Linked DNA regions of Hordeum vulgare: region 2 is linked to region 1. The links are chromatin contacts, called in public Hi-C maps. All regions are on one chromosome and are shown on one strand. Each heading gives the region's core, a stretch centred on a gene start, on an enhancer-like site or on the middle of the called end of the contact. The rest is flanking DNA. Distances are from core to core; before and after follow the strand shown.

The links. A called contact is a pair of places that touch in the nucleus more often than the background predicts.
Region 2: a Hi-C map of seedling shows a contact between it and region 1, with 5 times the contacts expected there. The contact joins the promoter of LOC123448903 here to the promoter of LOC123446597 in region 1. A contact is called at or near these places in 3 of 6 Hi-C or Micro-C datasets (leaf and seedling) and 1 of 1 datasets of contacts at active chromatin or transcription factors (embryo).

What each region holds. Positions count from the first base shown.
Region 1 is chr4H:449,611,922-449,615,261 of MorexV3_pseudomolecules_assembly, forward strand. It overlaps LOC123446597 (dnaJ protein ERDJ3A), which reads right to left and starts at 1,687. Exons shown (of 7, transcript XM_045123174.1): 1 at 1,411-1,687; 2 at 989-1,044; 3 at 813-886; 4 at 1-461. The coding sequence starts at 1,503.
Region 2 is chr4H:449,839,074-449,841,979 of MorexV3_pseudomolecules_assembly, forward strand. It overlaps LOC123448903 (ran-binding protein 1 homolog a-like), which reads left to right and starts at 1,447. Exons shown (of 4, transcript XM_045125938.1): 1 at 1,447-1,747; 2 at 1,858-2,009; 3 at 2,118-2,243. The coding sequence starts at 1,596.

The DNA.
Region 1 (3,340 bases), core at 437-2,936:
TTTTGCTTGTTGTGTATAGAATAACAGGAGCCAAGTTATTCCTTGGTCAGCTATTTCTTTGTTGAATGTTTGCATCGTTACCTCCTGAATGGTGACAGGGCTTTTCTGCTGACCAGAAGTTCTTGCACTGGGTCTGGCAGAACCAGCAAATCCACCATGCTGGCCACCTCCCATTGATCCACCAGCAAACATGTTGGAAAAAACATCACCAAGATTAAAGCCAAATGGATTGCCACCGTCAGCTCCAGGGTTGCCACCAAATGAGAAGGAAAATGTTTTCGAATTTCCCTGACCACCCATTGTCTGCCATCCATCACCGGATGAGAAATAGGTAGTCCTGGGGCCACCACCAGTGAAGTCATGGCTCCCAAAATTTCCAGCACCCATACCTGGGTTACCCTTCTCATCACCATAGAGATCATAGTTTTTCCTCTTCTCTTCATCGGACAAAATCTCATGTGCTGCAAACATGACACCAATGCACATTAGAAAATTCAGAGTGACAGTAAAGGATGCGCTCATAGTTCAATTTATTGCCTCTTCTTCACCACAGAATGAAAAACAATTCACTAACAGGAGTTACAGAAGTCCTTGGTGGACTGATAAATCAATTGCAAAGAGAAGCAAATGTAAAATAAACACAGGCAAGAACATGAATTGGACAAAATTTCGTAAACCCTGAAAAGCTCAAGGGGCAACATGCATCACTCAGAGTCAGAGTGTGCCTGGAGGTAACTGAACTATGTCTAAAATGCCAAATGAATCGAGGTATTAATACCGGTACTTTGAACAGACATAGTTGGGTGTCTTACCATTATTTATCTCTTCAAATTTCTGTTGTGCACCCTTCTCTTTATTCTTGTCAGGATGGTATTTTAGCGAAAGCCTGTGGACACCAGAAAATAGAAATAAAAATCGGATGCTAAACTATGAGGGTTAAAACATAATCATAATATGTTTTCCTCAAATCGAAAAACTGGAAACATACTTGTGAAAAGCTTTCTTAATATCCCTTTGGCTGGCATTCTTGTCAACCCCAAGAACCTGCAACCAGAAAAAGAAGGGGTGATGTTAAGATATACCAATAGTGTGTTAACAACACCTTCTTAACACCTTGATGTTAAGAAGGGATGTCAGAGTTCATAAGCATCTGGACGCCTATTTGGTGCAAAACGGCTGAAATGGAAGCACAGTTTTATCACTTTCAGCCCCTCTACATTTAGTAACGGCAACCGATAAACAAAATTAAGGTCCACCATGGTACACTATCGGGTTCTAGCCTCTGAGAAAAGCATTCATACACATCGCTTCAGCTCATGGTGCGTTTAGTTGACATTGAATTTGTCAAAAGCCGAAATCACATTAGCTATATAGCCCCAAATCATGCGAATTTTTGACGCAATCACTCACCTTGTAGGGATCCAAGGTTTTGGCCGCGACATGCAGGGCGATCGAACTGAGGACGAGAGAGGCGACGAGGAGAGATCGGATTGGGATCCCCATCGCGCACTGCTTCGATTCGGGTTTCGCTCCTCGGCGCTGAGCTTTCTGGGTTAAGATTATCGGTCAGGCTCGCTTCTTTAGGGATTCCTCGGGTTGAATTTTGGTTCGATTTGGAGGGAAGCGGTGGCGGAAAGAGAGTTGTAGCCATCGGGGAGTGCCGCCGATTATGGAGAAGCGGGCCGAGAAATCGAGATGTTTCGCGACCGAGTCCACGTGGCGCGAGGAGGCGTCCTCCAGCGAATTCGACCAATGGGGTGACAGCTTTCCATCCCGTGTGCGTGGCGATCACAGTGTTCGACTCGAACCAAGTGCCACGCAGGATGAAGAGCATCTTAGACGTTTTTTTTTTCTTTCTTTAAGGAAAGACATCAAAGTTAAAGAAATTAGACCATGTCGTATGACAACACGTAAGAGGATGCTGAAGTCGTCACACCAAAAGACAACCAATTACGCAACGACTAAGATTCAAAGAGAGCCAATATATTTAACAACACAAATTCTCACGAGCCATTATTTGCGTCGGATCGGATGTCGCCAAGATAGAAGAGGCCATCAAGACTCTATTCAAACACGACATTTGTCGCTACCACCTCTTCGATGTCTCCACGAAAACAAAACTAATGAGGTAAAGAAAAACGAAACGAAGGGTCCCATTCCTCTTGTCGCCAACAATGCAGCCGACGGGGGAGAGGAGGGGGCGGGCTCTTAGTGTTAAGACCCGATACATGCAATATAGTCAATTAAATTTACCCAATATATATTTACTCATCCACACTCCATATTTCTCCCTCTAACATAACACACATGTCTTTAAAATGTCCATGCACTTTTTGGAACACCATAGGTGCGGCATCCCCTTGGCAATACAGAGGATAAGGGTCCCCAGATTAGGGGGGATGGGTCATGCTCGCGTCCTAGCCGCACGTGTCAACTAATGCAGACAGGGGTCGCCACGTGTTCAAAGCTAGGGAGGCCCTAAACACCGGTGTCCCCAGGAACCTGCCCCAGTCATCGCTAGACCCCTCCCCCTCGCCTCGAGGATTGGTGAGTCTCCCTTGTGGGCATCCCATGATGTCATGTCTTTTTTACTGCTCGACTTACGCGGCCAAAGTGGCTAGTACCTAGAAGAACAATGATAAAGGTGGCGACATGACTCTTCACCTTGTGATAAAGCAAAATCCAGCACATCTTGGGTAGGGTGTCTCGATCTAAACGTCCAAATATGAAAGTAACAAGCACACGATATTTTAGCCCTATTTGGGCTCTCCTAAAAGTTAAGATACTATGCCATGCTTGTGTTTATTGCTTTTGATTGGAGTACTCTAGTACGTATGATCTACCCTGAGATTATTGTGTGTCCTCTATGGGCCCTCCCCTCAATTTCTATAGATACCGAGGGGGCTAGGGTTACATTGTCCTAGTAGGCTACGTATGTGGAAATAGAGTCTATGACGAATCTGACATCTTGGGCTACATGTCAAGTCTTTGGGAGCCTTTCGTTGATACGCCAGGGGCCTTCTGGCATGGGCCATTCTTGAAACGACATGCAGGTCCTCAACTCGGCCCACCTGGCCAGGAGATGATGTGGTGAGAGATCCCTTAGCCAGGACACCATAAGTAGCCCTAGAACCGTCTTCAAATATGGATGCACTTCAGCTCTTCCGAGCGGATCTTCATCTTCGCTCGTCGATTGATGACCCACAAATATAGGAGATCAATCGTAATCCTTTCGATAAGTAAGAGTGTCGAACCCAACGAGGAGCAGAAGGCTCTGATAAGGAGTTTTTAGCAAGGTAATAACAGCAAGCACTAAAAGTAGCGGTAACAAGTGATGGTG
Region 2 (2,906 bases), core at 197-2,696, 230 kb after region 1:
AGGCCCTTAGCCAAGCGTACGCTACGCCTGTGTGTGGTGCTCGTGATCTACTTTTGCTACCTTGGGCGCCTCGACTTCGGTGGTGCACGGCTCATAGGTGTGAGGAGGATGGGAGATAGCGTGCGTTGTACTTGGGCACGAAAAAGCGTTTAGGCGGGCACATGTATTGGACTCGTGCACACTTTTATGTAGTCGGTGTGCTCGTTCCATCATTTGATAAAGTTGTAGAGACCTCCTCCGAAAGACTAACCATGAATGTATCCCATGCATGCATAGTTGCCATCTTGTCTTCACTTGGCATGCCTTCAAACGAATGAGAGACATCGTGCAGGCGAGCGACAGTAGAGGGGACCTCATGGGTTATCACTTGCATGCTTTCCGTCCCGTCAAGCACATGCATTGGATTCACTTGAGAGCCATGGTAGGTTGCATGCGTCGAGTCCCATCAGTAACCACCAACTCCAGTGATCCCACATAAACTTGCCTGTTTGTCTGCACCGGATCTTGAAGTGAGTTCCTATTAGCCGCCACATGTTCCACTACCACGTGATGCAAGCGAACCTCTCATATGTCGTGTTCCGAAACCGGTCACATGGGGCTAGAGGCACAAAACGACGAGAGCTGCCTGGTCCCAAACTAATCGACTTTGCTTTCCACACTTACCACGTGATCTCTCGCCATAGAATTCGCCATGCGTCGACATGTGGTAGGCGGTCCATCTGCGCTATGTCCAATGGCATGCACAATGCTTTGAGTCCTACCGATGACGTTCGCGTGACAGATGGAAAGCGTGACACCCTCCACAACCAACAGTGTTTGAAATTGGAGCAGCCATGCGTGGATTTGGAATTGCCATATCGGTAGTGCGACACAGACGAAGACTCCCCCGTCATGGGCTGGTGGCCTGCACTGATCCTCCTGCCGCCTTGTCCTAGGACGCCCACCACCTCGCGCAGGGCTATCACCAAGGCGCTCACAAACATCTTATGACGGCGAGGAAGGGAGGGACGATGACGACGGTGGAGGCGATGGATCGCCATCGTCATCCTCCGAGTCGTCAACCAAGGCACCCGCAACTAACTGCACGATCCTAATAGGAATCACACTTCTGGTTGCACTAATAGGACACTGATCTAAAACAAATATTGAGAAAGTATTCCGAATAAATACACTTTTGACACATGTAATTTAATGGAATCACGCCTCCTGCTGCACTATATAATGTTTCCCCAAAACTACACCAAAACTTGAACATGTGAAATGACTGTGATTTAAGTATCCACTAATAGGCAATAAACAAATAAATATGCAATAGTTTTTTAAAGTATGAATTTTCTGATATTAACCCCATGAAATCAGAAAAATGAATTCGGATCAACACCCTACTAATGCTTTCCCCGGAGACGCGACTCAAAACCCTACCAGGGGTACTGCTTTCCCCAATCCGACCTCTTTCCAGCGCGCACGGTCCAGCCCCATGCTGCTTTTATAACCCCCCGGCTCGGGTTTCTCTCTCCTCTCCACCGCGGCGGCCGCAACAGGTAGCAACAACTCTGGTAGAGCAAGCGAGCGCCGCCCCAAGCCCTACTCCCGCAATGGCCGATCCAGCGGAGCACCGCGAGGAGGAGGAGGAGGCCGCGGCGGCGGGTGAGGAAGAGGACACCGGCGCCCAAATCGCTCCCATCGTGAAGCTTGAGGAGGTTGCCATCACCACCGGTGAAGAGGACGAGGACGTCCTCCTCGACATGTAAGCCGCCGCCCTCGCCGTTACTTCGCTCGATCTGGCCCGATCCGATCGTTCTCGGCTTTGATCTAGGTCTGACGCGTCTGGTTCGGTGTTCCTTCTTGTGTCCGTAGGAAAGCGAAGCTGTACAGATTCGACAAGGACGGGGGGCAGTGGAAGGAGCGGGGCACGGGCACCGTCAAGCTGCTCAAGCACAAGGAGAGTTCCAAGGTCCGCCTCGTCATGCGACAGGCCAAGACCCTCAAGATCTGCGCCAATCACCTCGGTACTTCTTTGCTTGGGCCTTTTCGGGGGATAATTCTCGGTGGTGATTTCGATTTGCAGATTAGATGGATGGGCGGTGTTTTTTGACATCTTGGTATTTGGTGTGCAGTTGTGGCGACTACAAAGATGCAGGAGCACGCCGGGAGCGACAAGTCGTGCGTGTGGCACGCGCTGGATTTTGCCGACTGTGAGCTCAAGGAGGAGATGTTCGCCATCCGCTTTGGATCGGTGGAGAGTGAGCACCGAACACCCTATCATCTGTGCAGCTTTTGTGTTTTTTTTATCGTGCATCATTCAAAAGGATTGGTTGCTGTCAGGCTATGGATCTATGGATTGCGTGTTCTCAAGCCAAGTTTGTTGTGGGCAGTGGGTTTAACTAAGCAGTACTCCGGGTTGATCTAGTGTCATACCGGCCTTTGACTTTAAACGCCATAGTAGAACGGCATCAGTGTCGGACCTAGAAAGAAAATGTCCTGGCATCCTCTTTATAAAATATACATGCATCTCTTTTATATTTGACCTACAAACAAAATGTCCTGGTATCCTCTTATAAAATATACATGCATCTCTTCTATATTTGGGATGTCACACCCTAAATTTGCATCAATTATAGTAAAGAACATATTTTTGGACAGTGTCCGGTGCACCCCCTAGGTATTGGTAGGTACGCCCTGAATGCCACAAAGATCATTAGCGTAGTACTCTTCCTGTATACTACTCCCTCTGTACCTAAATACTTGTAGCTGGGGAGAACACTACAAGTATTTAGGTACAGAGGGAGTATCATTCAGCGACATATTTTCATGGCATTGCTTTGCATGTCCTTATCAGTAGTCAGTAATGTATAGCACTGCCTTACCTCTTGATCTTTTGTACTTCTGTAAGTTTTTTCTTTGTC